Linked DNA regions of Mus musculus: region 1 is linked to region 2. A link is a contact called in public HiChIP or PLAC-seq data. All regions are on one chromosome and are shown on one strand. Each heading gives the region's core, a stretch centred on a gene start, on an enhancer-like site or on the middle of the called end of the contact. The rest is flanking DNA. Distances are from core to core; before and after follow the strand shown.

Region 1 (6,481 bases), core at 1,696-4,195, 74 kb after region 2:
TTTTTAACCTCTGTGCTGGGCTTAGGTTCTCACACATTACCCAGTGTGCCGTCGCCCACACCACAAATGGTGGCTTTTGAAATCCCCGCTGGCAGCAAAGCCAAAGAAATTCCCATAGTTCACTGGGGCAAATCTGTGTGTGGCTCAGGGACCTGATCCCCAAGCTGGGACCCTCCCCGCTCTTGGCCTCTTGGGCCTCCCTGGACTCACGCTATCTCTCCCTGGCACAGACGGTGATGTTCCAAGGATGGCAGGAAGATGGGCCGAGCCCAGGCCAGCCGATCAATAACTCCATCAGCACGGGCCCAGCGGAAGCCAGGCCCATCCCCGCCCTCCTGGGAACGGATAAGCCACAGGAACCCTCTTGAGGGACGCTGGGCACCCGCCCATGCCAGCAGGCCATCCTATCTCCCATGGAAGTGGCCAGTTCCTAAATTGCCCAGACGGGCTGCTCCGCAGGCCCACATTGAGGCCTTTAATAGCAGGGACTTAATGTTTTATTGTTGGTTTTAAAAGCGTAATTAGTTGGAGTGTAAACAGAAAAAAAAAACCCTGCTTAATTAAGAATTTTTAAACAGGGGTGTATAACTGCCGGAAACATTGACGAACCCTCAGGTACCTTCATAAAATCGATCCGGGATGAGGCTGGGAGCGGAGCGGACGGGCAGGGCACTGGGGACAGTGCTGGAGGAGACACTGTGAGGGATGTGGCTCATCCCCTTCGGCTGGGACCCCAGGGAGTTGGTTCTTTATGACCAGGGTCTGGGAAGTAGGGCCTGATGGCTTTTACGCATTGATGGAGGTGACAGTTGGCCAGATAGCTGCCAAGAAGCGCCCCGGGGGTGGCCAGGAGCCAAGTCCTGTGATCCTGGGGGTGGCTGGGGGTGGAGAAGCCTTGGCCACTTCAGGCCAGCTCTGGACACAGATCATGAGGTTGGCCAGTGGCACCCAGTAGCATGGATAGCATCCTGTAGTCCCTCTGTGTCACCTCCCTAACGCTCCAGCCTGTTTGAGTCAGGGGTGAAGCCTTAATCATTCAATATGCTGTTTGATTTGTGTGTGTGTGTGTGTGTGTGTGTGTGTGTGTGTGTGTGTGCGCGCGCGCACATGTGTGCACATGTGTGTACATGTTCATGCCCGTGTCCCCGTGTTTTTATGTGCGTGGGTGGAGGCCAACGCCATGTGTCCTCCTGCTCTGACTTGTTTTGGAGCCAGAGGCTCTCACTGGCCTGGAGCTCAGCTCAGATGGCTGGCAGGGCCCGTGGTGATCCTTCTGCTCCTGTCTTCCCAGTGCTGGGATGGCAGGCACTCACCACATGTGCAGCTGGTGCCAGGTGTGGATCAGGGTCTTCCTGCTCGAAAGGCAAGCCTTCGCCTCCTGCCTTCACCTCTGCTGAGCCTCCACCCACCCTCCCTTTGCTTTTTTTTTTTTTTTTTTTTGAGACACTGTTTTTCTGTGTAGTCCTGGTTGTCCTGGAACTCACTCTGTAGACCAGGCTGGCCTTGAACTCACAGAGATCCACCTGCCTCTGCCTCCCAAGTGCTGGGACTAAAGGTGTGCACCACCATGTCCAGCAAGCCTCTTATTTTTAAAAATATATTATTGATGTTGTTTGACCCAGGACCTAACTCTGTAGCTCAGACTGGCCTCTATCTCTGAGACTGCCCTGCCTCAGCCTCTGAGTACTGAGATAACAGGGCGCACGGTTGCACCTGGTGCTAATGGTGGGGAAGGGGTTTGTAGTTACTCAGTTCAGAGATCTCATTTACAAAATAATCCAGACGTGCCACGTGGTGTATAGCAGGTTCTCTTCTGAGCTGGGCCCAACAAACAAGCTGACTCAGCATTCTAGACCTGGAGACACCGGTCTCCTTCACTTTTAACCCTTGGACCCTCTTCAGGGACATGGGTCTGTTATACAAAGATGTGGGAAGGCCTGGACTAGGGTCAGTGCAGTCGGTGTATGCCAAACTAGCAGCCTCCTGCCAAGGCACAGGGCATGGGGACTGTCCCCTTTCACATGACTGAACATGAAGCTTGACCAGGGCAAGCTAGGTAGGCTTGGGATCCAGTTCTGTCTGGTTCTGAGGACTGAGCTTGCCCTAGACAGACCCAGGGTAAGTCCCAGGCTTTCAAGTCCCAGGACAAACATATCCCACTGGGAGCTGCATTCCTCTATCCCTACATCCTGTCAGAGTGGAGTCTCTGAGGCTTCTTTTGGGTGATCAGAGAGGTTGGGGTAGAGACTGGGAGCAACCCAGCATGCTGACAGGGCTGTGTTCTCTGAGTGGTGGCAATTCCCAGAGGATCACAGATCACAGAGACAGAAATATCCGCAGGTGGGGAGAACCTGAGGCCAGTGCTGCGTGGCCCGTCCCAGTGGTACTCCACCTCGGCCACAGCAGATCAGTAGCTGGTCAGGCAAATGTGCTGTGGCCAGATCAACTGCAGGCTGCCCACACAGGGTGTCTGGCTTCTGAGAGTTCTGGAAGGTTCTCCCGGCTTCTCCCTCCCTCCCCCCTTCACTGTGTATCTTTCTGGCTCATTTTTTCCCCTCTTTCCTGTCTTTTGTTGTTTTGGTTTGCAGAGGCATGGGCTCACTCTGTAGCCCAGAATGGCCTTGGAACTCACAGCAATTCCCCTGCATTAGCCTTCCAAATACTGAGGTTTCAGGTATTCAGCACTGCTCAGGGACCAGCCGAGTCTGTCTTCTTCCTTGTGCTTCTTGGACCCTGAAGGAGAAGCTGAGATCTCTAGAAAATTCCTCCCGAGGGCTGAGGCTCAGGAGGTGAGGGACCCCCCTGGCAGGCAGGAAGCCCCGAAGCTGAGGGAAATGAAGGCCCCTGTGGTAGGGGTTCTTCCGGGTTCGCATCCATGAAGACCCATCTGTTACCTCATGGTCTTGGCTTCCCGGGAATCCCTGCTCTGTGGTTTTGGCTGCACCAGTCTGTGGTCTGAGGAACCCACAGTGAAGTAGATGGCCATCTAGAGAGACCGGGGCTAACAGGAGACTCTGCCTGGAGCGAGGGGTGAGGCTCTATAGAACTGCTGATAGAACAGTGTGTCCAGGGGGATCCTTTGGACTGAACCCCAATGTATCTCATTGAGCAAAACCCATGAGGCCAGAGAGTCCAGTCAAAGCCCCAAGGGGCACGCTTGCAAGTAAGTGCTGTCTCCGTTTGATTTTATTTTGTGAGAATGTTCATGTGAATGGAAGCCAGAGGTGATGTCATGAGTGTTTCTGTTGCTCCTAGTTTTGAGTTTTTTACTATAAAAATTACATTTATTTATTGTGTTTTGTGTGTGTGTGTGTGTGTGTGTGTGTGTGTGTGTGTGAGAGAGAGAGAGAGAGAGAGAGAGAGATGAAAGGGTAGTTTGCCCATGGTTGGTGCTCTCCTTCAGTCTTGGAGTCTTGGGGATTGAACTCAGGTGGCCAGGATTGGCTGCAAGCCCCTGCTGTGCCCTCTTGCCACCCCTTCCTTGCTTTTGAAGACATAATGCTTCACTGAAGCTGGGGATCCCATGAGGTTGAGCTGTCTGGTGGGTGCTCAGCATGAGGCCTGGAACCCAGGTCTTCACCATGGTGACTGACACCTTGTCTGTCCTTTGAGCCCTCACCCCTCTCAGATACACTCACGCAGCCTCCAGTTTGCCATCCCCCATCACAAGTCACCAGGGCACTTGCTGACAAACCACCCTGAGTACATCTGAAAAATAGATTTGCTTTTATTTTTGATTTTTTAAGGGGTTAGTCACATAGGGCAGTCTGGAACCAACCAGGCTAGACCCCAACTCACAGCCACTGTCCTGCCTCCACCTCCCAAGTGGCTAGAATTACAGGCACGTTGTAGCCCTCCAAGCCCAGATTTTGTTTTTGAGACAGCGCTAACCCTGTAGTTCAGTCTATCCTAGAATACAAGATCTTCCTGCATCAGCCTTCAAATGCTGAGGTGACAGGTGTGTGCTCCACACGTGACTGAAAATGTCTGTTTTAAAGCAACATAGAGCTTGAACTTGCTTGCAGTGAAATATCAGGTTGGATCCTTGGTTCCAAAAAGCAGAGCTCCTACTAGTGGGGTGACAGACTCTGCTGCTCTGTGACAGCCATCACATCGGGGCCCATTTCTGCTTATCACAGGCACTTGGAGCCTCCAGAGCACATGGCAGAGGACCTAGGGTCTCTTCCCATCATCCTCAGTGGAGGTCAGGGGTAAAATAATCTGGGTCGATTGTTTCACAGACATAGACAGAAATATGAGGAAAAGTGGATGGATGGATGGATGGATAGATGGATGGATGGATGGATGGATGGATAGGTGGATAGATGAGTGGGTGGATGGGTAGATGGATGGGTGGGTAGGTGGATAGATGGGTCGGTGGTGGAGGGCAGAAAGGTAGGAGATGGATAGAATCCCTCTATTGTCTTCACAACTCTTTTTTAAAGTATATTATTGTGAAATAAAAAGTGTGTGTGTGTGTGTGTGTGTGTGTGTGTGTGTGTGTGTAACAGTTTTGATAAAGGACTGTTTCTCAGTATGGAAAGAACACTTAAGATCAGTAGGACTGGAATATTTGTGGCTCAGCAGTGGAATGCTCCATACTGAAATATAACACATAGAACTCGATATCATAGAAGAAATTATTTGATTAAAAATGATATATCAGCTTACAAATATGTTAGCAAAACACAGTGATATGCGTGAGTCATCTCAAAATTTGAGAAGTTGCAGCAGGAGGATTACTCTGGGTTCCAGGCTAAACTAGGTTGCAGAAGGAAGATACTGTCTTAGAGGAACACAGATCTGCTAATTAGAAATTAACATAAAGCCGGGTGTGGTGGTGCACACCTTTAATACCAGTACTTGGGAGGCAGAGGCAGGTGGATTTCTGAGTTCGAGGCCAGCCTGTCTCGGAAAAAAAAAAAAAAGAAAATTAACATAAAGTATGAAAAAGAATTGGCACAGAGGACAATTCCAGAATAGTTTAGAAGTAACAGGAGTGGGAATTCTGCATATCAAGATACAGGGGCCACTCCTATCCATGAATCTGTCCCCTAAAGTGCTGATGTTGCTACAGGAATAGTCAGGAAGAGTAAATAACATCAGGAAACCAGGGAGAAAAGGATTGACAGAGCCAGGCAGAGCAGAGGCTGCGCTAACAGAGATAAAAGGCAAAATTAACAGCGTGGAAAGGGAAAGCCAGCAGACTCGGAATAAGTCCGCTTTGCCTTGCTGCACTTAAAAATAGCCAAAGCAGATAAGCTGAAGGGGAGGGAATCTCAGAGGGTGAAGAGCTTGCTTTACCAGTGTGGGGATCTGAGTCCCCACCAGATTCACCAGAGTTCTCGGAAAGTCAGGGTGCCCTGGTGGTGGCAGCTCCAGCATCAGCTAGATACAAGTAGAATCACCCGAGCACGCCGGCCCGTGGGTGTGTCTGTGGGGACTGCTGTGGGGTGGAGCGCGGCGGTGCTGGCCTTTAATCTCAGTACTCAGAGGGCAGAGACAGGAGGATCTCTGCAGGGGATGTGACTAGCTGCCTCCCTTCCCTTCCCCAGCGTGGTGGTCTGGAAAGGGTTAATGAGAGCCAATACAGGGACGGGTACCCGGTGGGCTTAACTAGTGACGGGGGAGCGGGGGGGGGGGGGTGACGGGGGGGGGGGGCAAGCACGTCAAGAGTTGCCCTCAGCGCGCGCGCGCACACACACACACACACACACACACACACACACACACACACACACACACACACACACACACACACACACACACACACACACACACACACACACACACACACACACACACACACACACACACACACACACACACACACACACACACACACACACACACACACACACACACACACACACACACACACACACACACACACACACACACACACGCCCTGGCTCCTGGCTCCTCCCTCCTGGGACTTGGAATCCAAGTCCTCTGTGTGCTGCGAGGAGAGCCGGGGAATGACCTCAGGGCGACAATGGGAAGCTGAGGTTTTCCACTCTCCTCATCCCTTAAAACAAAAACTGAGAGAAAAATTATTTTAATTTTCTGTGCCCTGCTTCCTTGCCGGGGTGCAGGCAGAAGGCCGGCGGAATGGGTGGTCCCCAGTGGTTTCCTGTACAGGACTGGAAGCGGGAAAGAGCGGGGGTCTGGGACGAATGCTGTGTGTGGTTCCCAGGCTTTGGTATACCCTGGGGCTGCTGGCACAGCGCTGGCAGGCAGACATGGGGTCCGCGCGCGCAGGACTGGAAGGGGAAGGCAGAGCCCAGCGGAGCAGAACCTGTCTCATTCCTAGGGAGCGCTGAGGGTACAGGGAGCTGGAGGAGAAGGCTTTCCCCGGGGATTTAAGCTATGCCCTTTCATGTGAGGCCTTCCCTACAGCGATCCTTAAAGAAGAGACAGAGGACCCTTGCTTGTTCATACTGACTTTTTTGGATGGTGAATGTGAATGGATGTACTTTAC
Region 2 (6,625 bases), core at 3,017-5,516:
CAAAGGAATCCTCTCAGGCTACTAGGCTGCAGTCTCCGTTTGATGGGAACTCCTAGACCATAACTCTGGGGCACCTGGAAAGTCACAGTGAGGCTCTGAAGTCTTTGATCCCACGGGGTCCCAGGAGTGTCCCTGAGGGAGGGCCTCCCCTGGTGGCGGGGAGGTGGCCCACAGCACCAGAAAAGCTGCTGGATCAGCAGGTTTAATGGAGTAGACCCTGGAGAGTGTACTCCGTGATGACCAGAGCAGGGGCTCAGCAGTGCCCCCTAGGGAAAGTCACACCTCTCTGGCCACTCCAAGCGTGCCCAGACTTTCTGGTCTCCTGGACCAGTGTTTGAGGGATTACTTCCTCTGCTTGGCTACATGCCTTCTTCCAGGGGACCCCAACAACAAGAGGGTATCCAAAGTGTCTGCACTAACACCCCAAAGTGTACCAGGCTTGCCCATGATCTGGTTGCCCAGACCTCTACTCCTATCCACTGGAAGCCAGGAAGGGATTGGGTGTGGTGGTGGAGCCCAGTACCTAAGGCAGTGTGTGCCCCACTGCAGATGCGGCTCAGGAGGGGGTGTGTGGGTGTGGGAAGGTCCTAAATGACAGAGGCCTGGTCTACGAATGTTTCACATAGGGACCTAGGATTTAGCTGGGAAGGGGGGGGGAGGGGGAGGGAGGGGAGGGAGGGGGCAGTGAATGAGGTCAAGGACCCCTCCCAGTCCAGCAGGCGGCCTCTCCCTAGCTGTGACCTAGCCTTAGCCCCTGATGGTAGTGTTGGTGGCTAGGGCCCTAAGGACCAAGAGGACACAAGGAGCAGGCAGGGCATGTGGCAAACATGGCTATCTCTGCACTCAGGAGGTTAAGACAGAACCATCCTAAGATGGAGGTCAGCCTGGGCTACAAACAACAGAGCTGGCCTGGGGGTGTGGCTCGGGGGTGGAGCTCCTGCCTAGAATCCTCCAGTAAGGTGCTGGAGGTGTGGTCCCCCCAGTGAAGGGCAGTGGCATGGCTCAAAATACCCTCCAGTCTATTGTACATCTGAAGAAGACTGAGGCTCACACAACAGGATGGTACCAGGGGATAGGCAGGCCTTGGCTCCCTGCGGCTCAGGTCAGGTATGGAAGCCAGGTAGGGTCCATGTGTCCATGGACGTGACCTGGCTTTTGATGGGTAACCATGAGCTCAGGGAAACACCCTGGAAAAAATGGGGGAACGAACCCAGGCACACACAGTCAAGGGAAGAGGTCAAAGGACCTGACAGAGGTGTGTCAACTCGACACAAACCTAGGTACACTGGGGAAGAGGGACTCCCATCTGTGTCCATTAGGCTGGCCTGTGGGCATGACTATGGGGCATTTTAGTGATTCATGATTGGTGGGTGGTGCCATCCCTGGGCAAGGTGGCCCTGGGTTCTCAAAGAAAGCAGGCAGGTGGAAGAGACCATGAGGAGCAGTAGGTAGCACCCCCAACAGCCTCTGCATCAGCGCAGCCTCAGTCAACGGCTGTAGCTGGGAGATTAAAATAAACCTCATCCTCCCGAGCTGCTTTTGCTGTTTTATCACGGCAACAAATGGCCAACTAGGCTAGATGCGCTTGGGTGGGATAAGCTGGAACCACAGATGTCAGAGGCAAGGGCCCTGAGGCTGACGCCCTGTCCCTATATCCAGGGTGCCCTCCATGTGGCTCTGAGTCCATTTACTGAGCTGAGACTTGCGGACCACACCAATCCAGGGCTTATGAACATCTGCTCAGTGTCCAGGGGTCACCCCAGCACAGTGGGGGACTCAAGGCCAAGCTTGCTGTTGGCCACCAATGGCACCCCACATCTCAGTAACACAGCAGACTGGGACTGAGCCCGACGCCCCTGGACTTGATTCTCCAAAGAGTGCTAAGCTATACATTTACATGGAACTGTGGTGGGCTCCGCCTCCAGAAAGAGGCAGCAGGCAGCAGGTGACTTTGAGACAAAAGATGATAATCCTTGACTTCTTCATTTGGCCACACAGACTCTGAACAGGTCTGGAAAACTGGTCCCAGTACAGTTACAGGGGATGGCATTGGGCGGGAAGCCAGCCCAAGGTGGCATTGAGCCTACACAAAGGGACAGCTGGCTCACAGATGACTGTCCCCACCCTCGAGGGCCCCTAGGCCCAGCACCGCCCATTCTCGGTAGGCATGGAACGGATAAATGACAGAAGAGCAGGGGATACTCCTGGAACTCGGGAAGTGGCCACGGGTGGCCTTTGCTTGTTGGAGGATGGCAGTCACCTTTGCAATTCAAACCACTCACATCCTCCTCCATTCCTGAGGGTCCAGGGATGCCTGAGCCCCACCCTAAAGTTCTTAGGCTGATCCCCGATCTTAGCTGGGATATGAGGAGTGGGCTGCTGTGGTGAGGAGGGAAGGGGAAAGTTGGGGGTCATCACTATCCAGGCTTGTGGGTGTGTGAAGGGCCGGGCACTGCCCACCACAGTCCTGCCCGCCCCAGCAGCTCAAGGGCCAATGAGCAACGGCTGGCCTGATGTCACTGTGCGAATCTCAGCCTGGCTTTCGAACAAAGAGAACAATGGGGCGGCCAACAGAGACACTCCCCAGCTCCACAGTGCTGCCGCAGGGACCCCCATGTCTGGGTAGATTAGATCCCTATACCCTGGGACCGCTGGGGGTCAGCCTGTCAAGATGGGCGGGGTGAACCCCATGGAGAGCTTCTACAGCCAGGAGACCCTCCTATAAATGCCAGATTCTCAAGCTCAGGGTTCGCTGGGGGCTATAGTCATTTTCTCAGAGGACAGCACCTAGTCCGGACCTCCAAGCTAGAGAGCTAAGAGAGGCACCTTCTATCTAAACTACTATACTTCAATCCTGCCCTCCGGGCACCCTCCCTGGGCTAGCAAGTCTAAGCTGGCCCCGCCCCATGCCTATCTGTGGGTGGGTGGGGGGCAGCCCTAGCTGCTTCTAAGGGGCCTATGTCCTAAGGTGTCCCCCAGCTATGGCACATGGACTGTGGTTGTCCCTAGGAACCCAGACAAAGGCCGCGGTTGTGGCCACAGCTTGGGCAGTGCCCAACTTCTGCAGCAGCCGGCAGCTTTGAACAAAGGCGCCAAGAAATCCACCGAGGCCTAGATTCCACACGGGGCGTGTCCCTGGGGTCTCCTGGTCACATTCACCCTGGGCTAGAACGGGCCACAGCTTGTCCCTTCCTCCCACCAATACATACGTGCCCCCCTCAATATTTATCCAGGAGAATAAGCGCGCCCCTGCACTCCTCGACGGCAGCCACTCACCCTGACGACCCACGATCTCCGCGACATGCTCCGAGCTGGGCACCGGCACACACTCGGTCATGTTCACGCTTTTCTTGCGACTCCCGATCACGTTCAACTGCTCAGCCAGCAGCGTCGAGGGACCCAGGGCAGCCGGGTGTGGCGCGAAGCTGGCGAACACGTCTGGGGGTGATGGCCGGGGGCTCACGTCGGGGTCCAAAAGAGGCAGCCCGCCGGGGGCCACCGAAGAAGCCACGGCCATCGTGGGTGCCAGGGTCACCGAGGGTGTCAGTGCCATTGAGGGTGCCACCGTCACCGAGGGTGCCACAGCCATGCAGGGTGCACAAGTCACCGAGGGTGCCAGGGCCATCGAGGGTGCACTGGTCACCGAGGGTGCCAGGGCCATCGAGGGTGCACAAGTCACCGAGGGTGCCAGGGCCATCGAGGGTCCCACGCCCATCGAGGGCGCACCAGTCACCGGGGGCGCCACGGCCACCTCGAGCTCGTCGGGGGGCGCGGGCTCATCCTCTCCGCATTCTGTCGCCCCGTCCGCGCTGCGTGTCGCCATCCCTTCATCTCCGGGGCGCGCGCCCCCCAGCCCGAGCGCGGACAGCTGGTCCAGCGCCAGGCGCAGCGCAGCGGCCGCGTCGTCGGGCTCGGGTGGCGGCCGGGGCGCGGCATCCTCGGCTCCCGCGAGTGCAGGGTGCGGATGCCCGGGGTCGCCGGCGGTGGTCCCGGTTCCCGCGCCGCCCGCGTCGGGCTGCCCGGTGGAGCCCGGCATGGCTTTAGCGCTCGGGCCCGCGCCGCCGCCGCCGCCCGCGCCGCCCTCCGCGTCTGCGAGCTCGGCCGCCGGCCGCCGGCATCCAGCGGCGGGGCGGGGACGGCGGCGCGGGGATGCTGCGGGGACGCGGGGCTGCGGGGCGGTGGCGCTGTGGCAGGGCTGGCGGCGGCTCCTGGGCGGCCGAGGCGGCGGCGGCGGCGGCGGCGGCGGCGGCGGTGGCACGGGACGCTCGTGCCCTCCCTCCCTCCGCCCTCCCGCCGCCCCGCCCCGGCCCCGCCCCGCGACGTCACCGCGGCCAACAATGGGCAACGCCGCTGCGCACGCGCGGGCCGGGCCGGCAGTCACGTGTTTGCCCCGCCCCCGCCCAGGGTGCGGACCCTCCCCTTCCTCCTCCCTCTCCCCCTCCCCCTGGCCCGCCCGCACGTGCGGGAGGCGCCACAGGTGGGTCGGCGGAGCCCGCAGTTCTGAGCCACCTTGGTGCGTCCCGGGGATATGGGGAGGGTCGTGTGCTCCAGGAGCCCTCGCCATCACCCCTGGCTTCCCCGGCCTCCTCCCAGTGCCCGCCAGGGGACCTTCGGGACCTCTATCAGGGATCACTTGGCGGCCACACTGTGTTTCCCCTTCCCCGATCCCACAAAATCATCTCTGTGCTCAAAAGTGTGGAGTCCCCCTCCTGTGTCTTTCTTCTCTAGTCAGTCCTCGCTCTTCGAGAGCAGGGAAATCCTCCCCGTGTGCCTGGAGACCTTGGGGACCCTCTGGCAGGGATCACCTCGCAGCCACACGGTGTTTTCTTTCACATCAGCCCCTACACTGTGACTACATCGTAAAGGCAATATTCTCTAGTACCTGGCTTGCCCCAGGCTGTCCTTGCCCTCCAGAAGCCGGGGATTTCTACCTATGTGCACCTGGGGACTCTCTAGTTTAGGGTACCACACTGACTCTGGTCCCCCACCTCACCCTCAGTCATGGAACCCACTCTGAGTAACAGGGTGGCGCCAGCTCCTGTGCTGTGTTCTTCCAGCTGGTTCTGTCCTCCTCCTGACGACGGCGCCTCTATCCCAAGCACATTTAATGACTTGGGGACCCATTCCCCGAGTCACGTCCTTCCTGGCATGGTGTCTGGGCAGCCAGAGGTCCCTTTCCCCAAGTCAAGCCTTTCCCAACAGCTCATCCTTGGGGGTGGAGGGGGTTGTGTACACCCAAACTTAGACATAAGCACTTAGAACTTGTGGGGTGAATCGCTTCCCAGCAGACACTGCCCATAATCATTTGAGACGACCCTCACTGGAGATGCTGGGCTCTGAGGAAGGCAGCCTCTTCCACAGGCTCTGCCTACCTCCAGGGCCATACTGTCCCCAGCTGTTGCATATACCTCAGAGTTCCTGTTGAGATTTCTCATGAACAGGGAACAGGATGGACCTTGTCTGGGTCCTTGCCTACAGCTGACTGCAACCTCAGGTCAGTTGTGTCCCAGGGTCTGGGGCAGAGGCCGCTCCATTCTGCAGCGTTCTTAGCCACAACAGTGCCCCTCCCCCAATCCATGCCTTCCTGTCACTTTTACAACCATCATGAACACAAGTGCAGGTTGGAACACAGAGTGTCCTCACACCCCCAGTGTGTTAGTTCTTCTGCCCAGAAGCCACCTTGACCCTAATAAAAGGTCAAGAGCCAGTAGGGTACCATGGCTCACACCTCTAAGTCCCAAGCCATCCTAGTTTACTCAGGAAGTTCCAGGTCAGCCAGGGCTGTGAATTAAGAGCCAGTTTAATAATAATTACTATTATTATTATACTTAGATTATTGTTAAATCAAAGCTGGATGCTAGTGGCACAGGACTTGGGAGGCAGACAGGCAGTTTCTCTGTGAGTTTGGGGCTAGCCTTGTCTACACAGGGAATTCCAGTACAGACAAGACTATGAAGAGAAACCTTGCTTCAGGAGGGCGGGGAGAAAAGGAAAAAAAAAAAAAAGGAAGTACTGACTCCTCTTCCTAACATCTATGTCTAGCCATTCCCTGGGCCCCAGCTACAGTCCTTGTCCTTGACTTGGCAGAAACTTCAGCAGCCTTGGCAGGTATTCAAAGCCAGAGGCTAACCTGGGCTGCACGCAGTCAAGCGGGTCACTTCTGCCCACCCAGCCAGAGTTTGAACTACTGGCTGTGAGCAGAGATGGAGGGCAGAGACACTCAGATGTGAAGCTGTGGACCAGGAGGGAGGGGAGAGAGGAGGGGGTGTGAAGCTGAGCACCAGAGGCACCTCAAGTAGCCTTCCAAGATTCGGAAAGAGACAGCCTCAAAATGGTGAGGCTCCAAATTTAAATTATAGCCGAGTGTTTGCGATCCCAACACCTGGGAGGTGAAGACAGGAGACCCTGTGCATCGAGGTCAGTGGTCCTAGCCTAATTCCTGAGTTCCAGGTTCAGCAAGAGACTCTGTCTCAAACTAAGTCTGTGGGGGCAGAGAGAGAACTCACTGCTTTTGTAGGGACCTGGGTTCAGTTCCCAACACCGACATGACAGCTTACGACTGCTTGTAAGTCCATTCCCAGGAGACCCACTGCCCTCTTTGGACCTTTAGGGCTCCTGTATGCAT

Evidence for each region. HiChIP or PLAC-seq counts read pairs in DNA pulled down with a chosen protein or histone mark.
Region 1: a contact with region 2 is called in an HNF4G HiChIP or PLAC-seq map of pancreatic cancer cells. The contact joins the enhancer-like site here to the promoter of Mex3d in region 2. A contact is called at or near these places in 15 of 39 promoter capture datasets (the 3T3-L1 cell line, 3T3-L1-derived adipocytes, the C10 cell line and 12 more), 3 of 15 datasets of contacts at CTCF or cohesin (CD8 T cells, the NIH/3T3 cell line and large pre-B cells), 2 of 484 Hi-C or Micro-C datasets (pro-B cells and uterus), 7 of 115 datasets of contacts at active chromatin or transcription factors (the 230-238 cell line, embryonic stem cells, pancreatic cancer cells and 1 more) and 3 of 9 other capture datasets (adipose tissue, liver and pancreatic islet).

Annotation. Positions count from the first base shown.
Region 1 is chr10:80,458,611-80,465,091 of GRCm38.p6, forward strand. No RefSeq gene overlaps it. Among named protein-coding and RNA genes, the nearest start is that of Gm40716, 14 kb to the right of the region's middle. Within about 2 kb of position 2,946, at least 11 of the 459 cell types and tissues checked have an H3K27ac peak or open chromatin away from gene starts, as enhancers often do. A contact at or near this core is called in pancreatic cancer cells, where this site is marked.
Region 2 is chr10:80,383,385-80,390,009 of GRCm38.p6, forward strand. It overlaps Mex3d (mex3 RNA binding family member D), which reads right to left and starts at 4,267. Exons shown (of 2, transcript NM_198615.2): 1 at 3,277-4,267. The coding sequence starts at 4,036. Gm30823 (a long non-coding RNA gene) reads left to right here and starts at 4,376. Exons shown (of 3, transcript XR_380610.3): 1 at 4,376-4,513.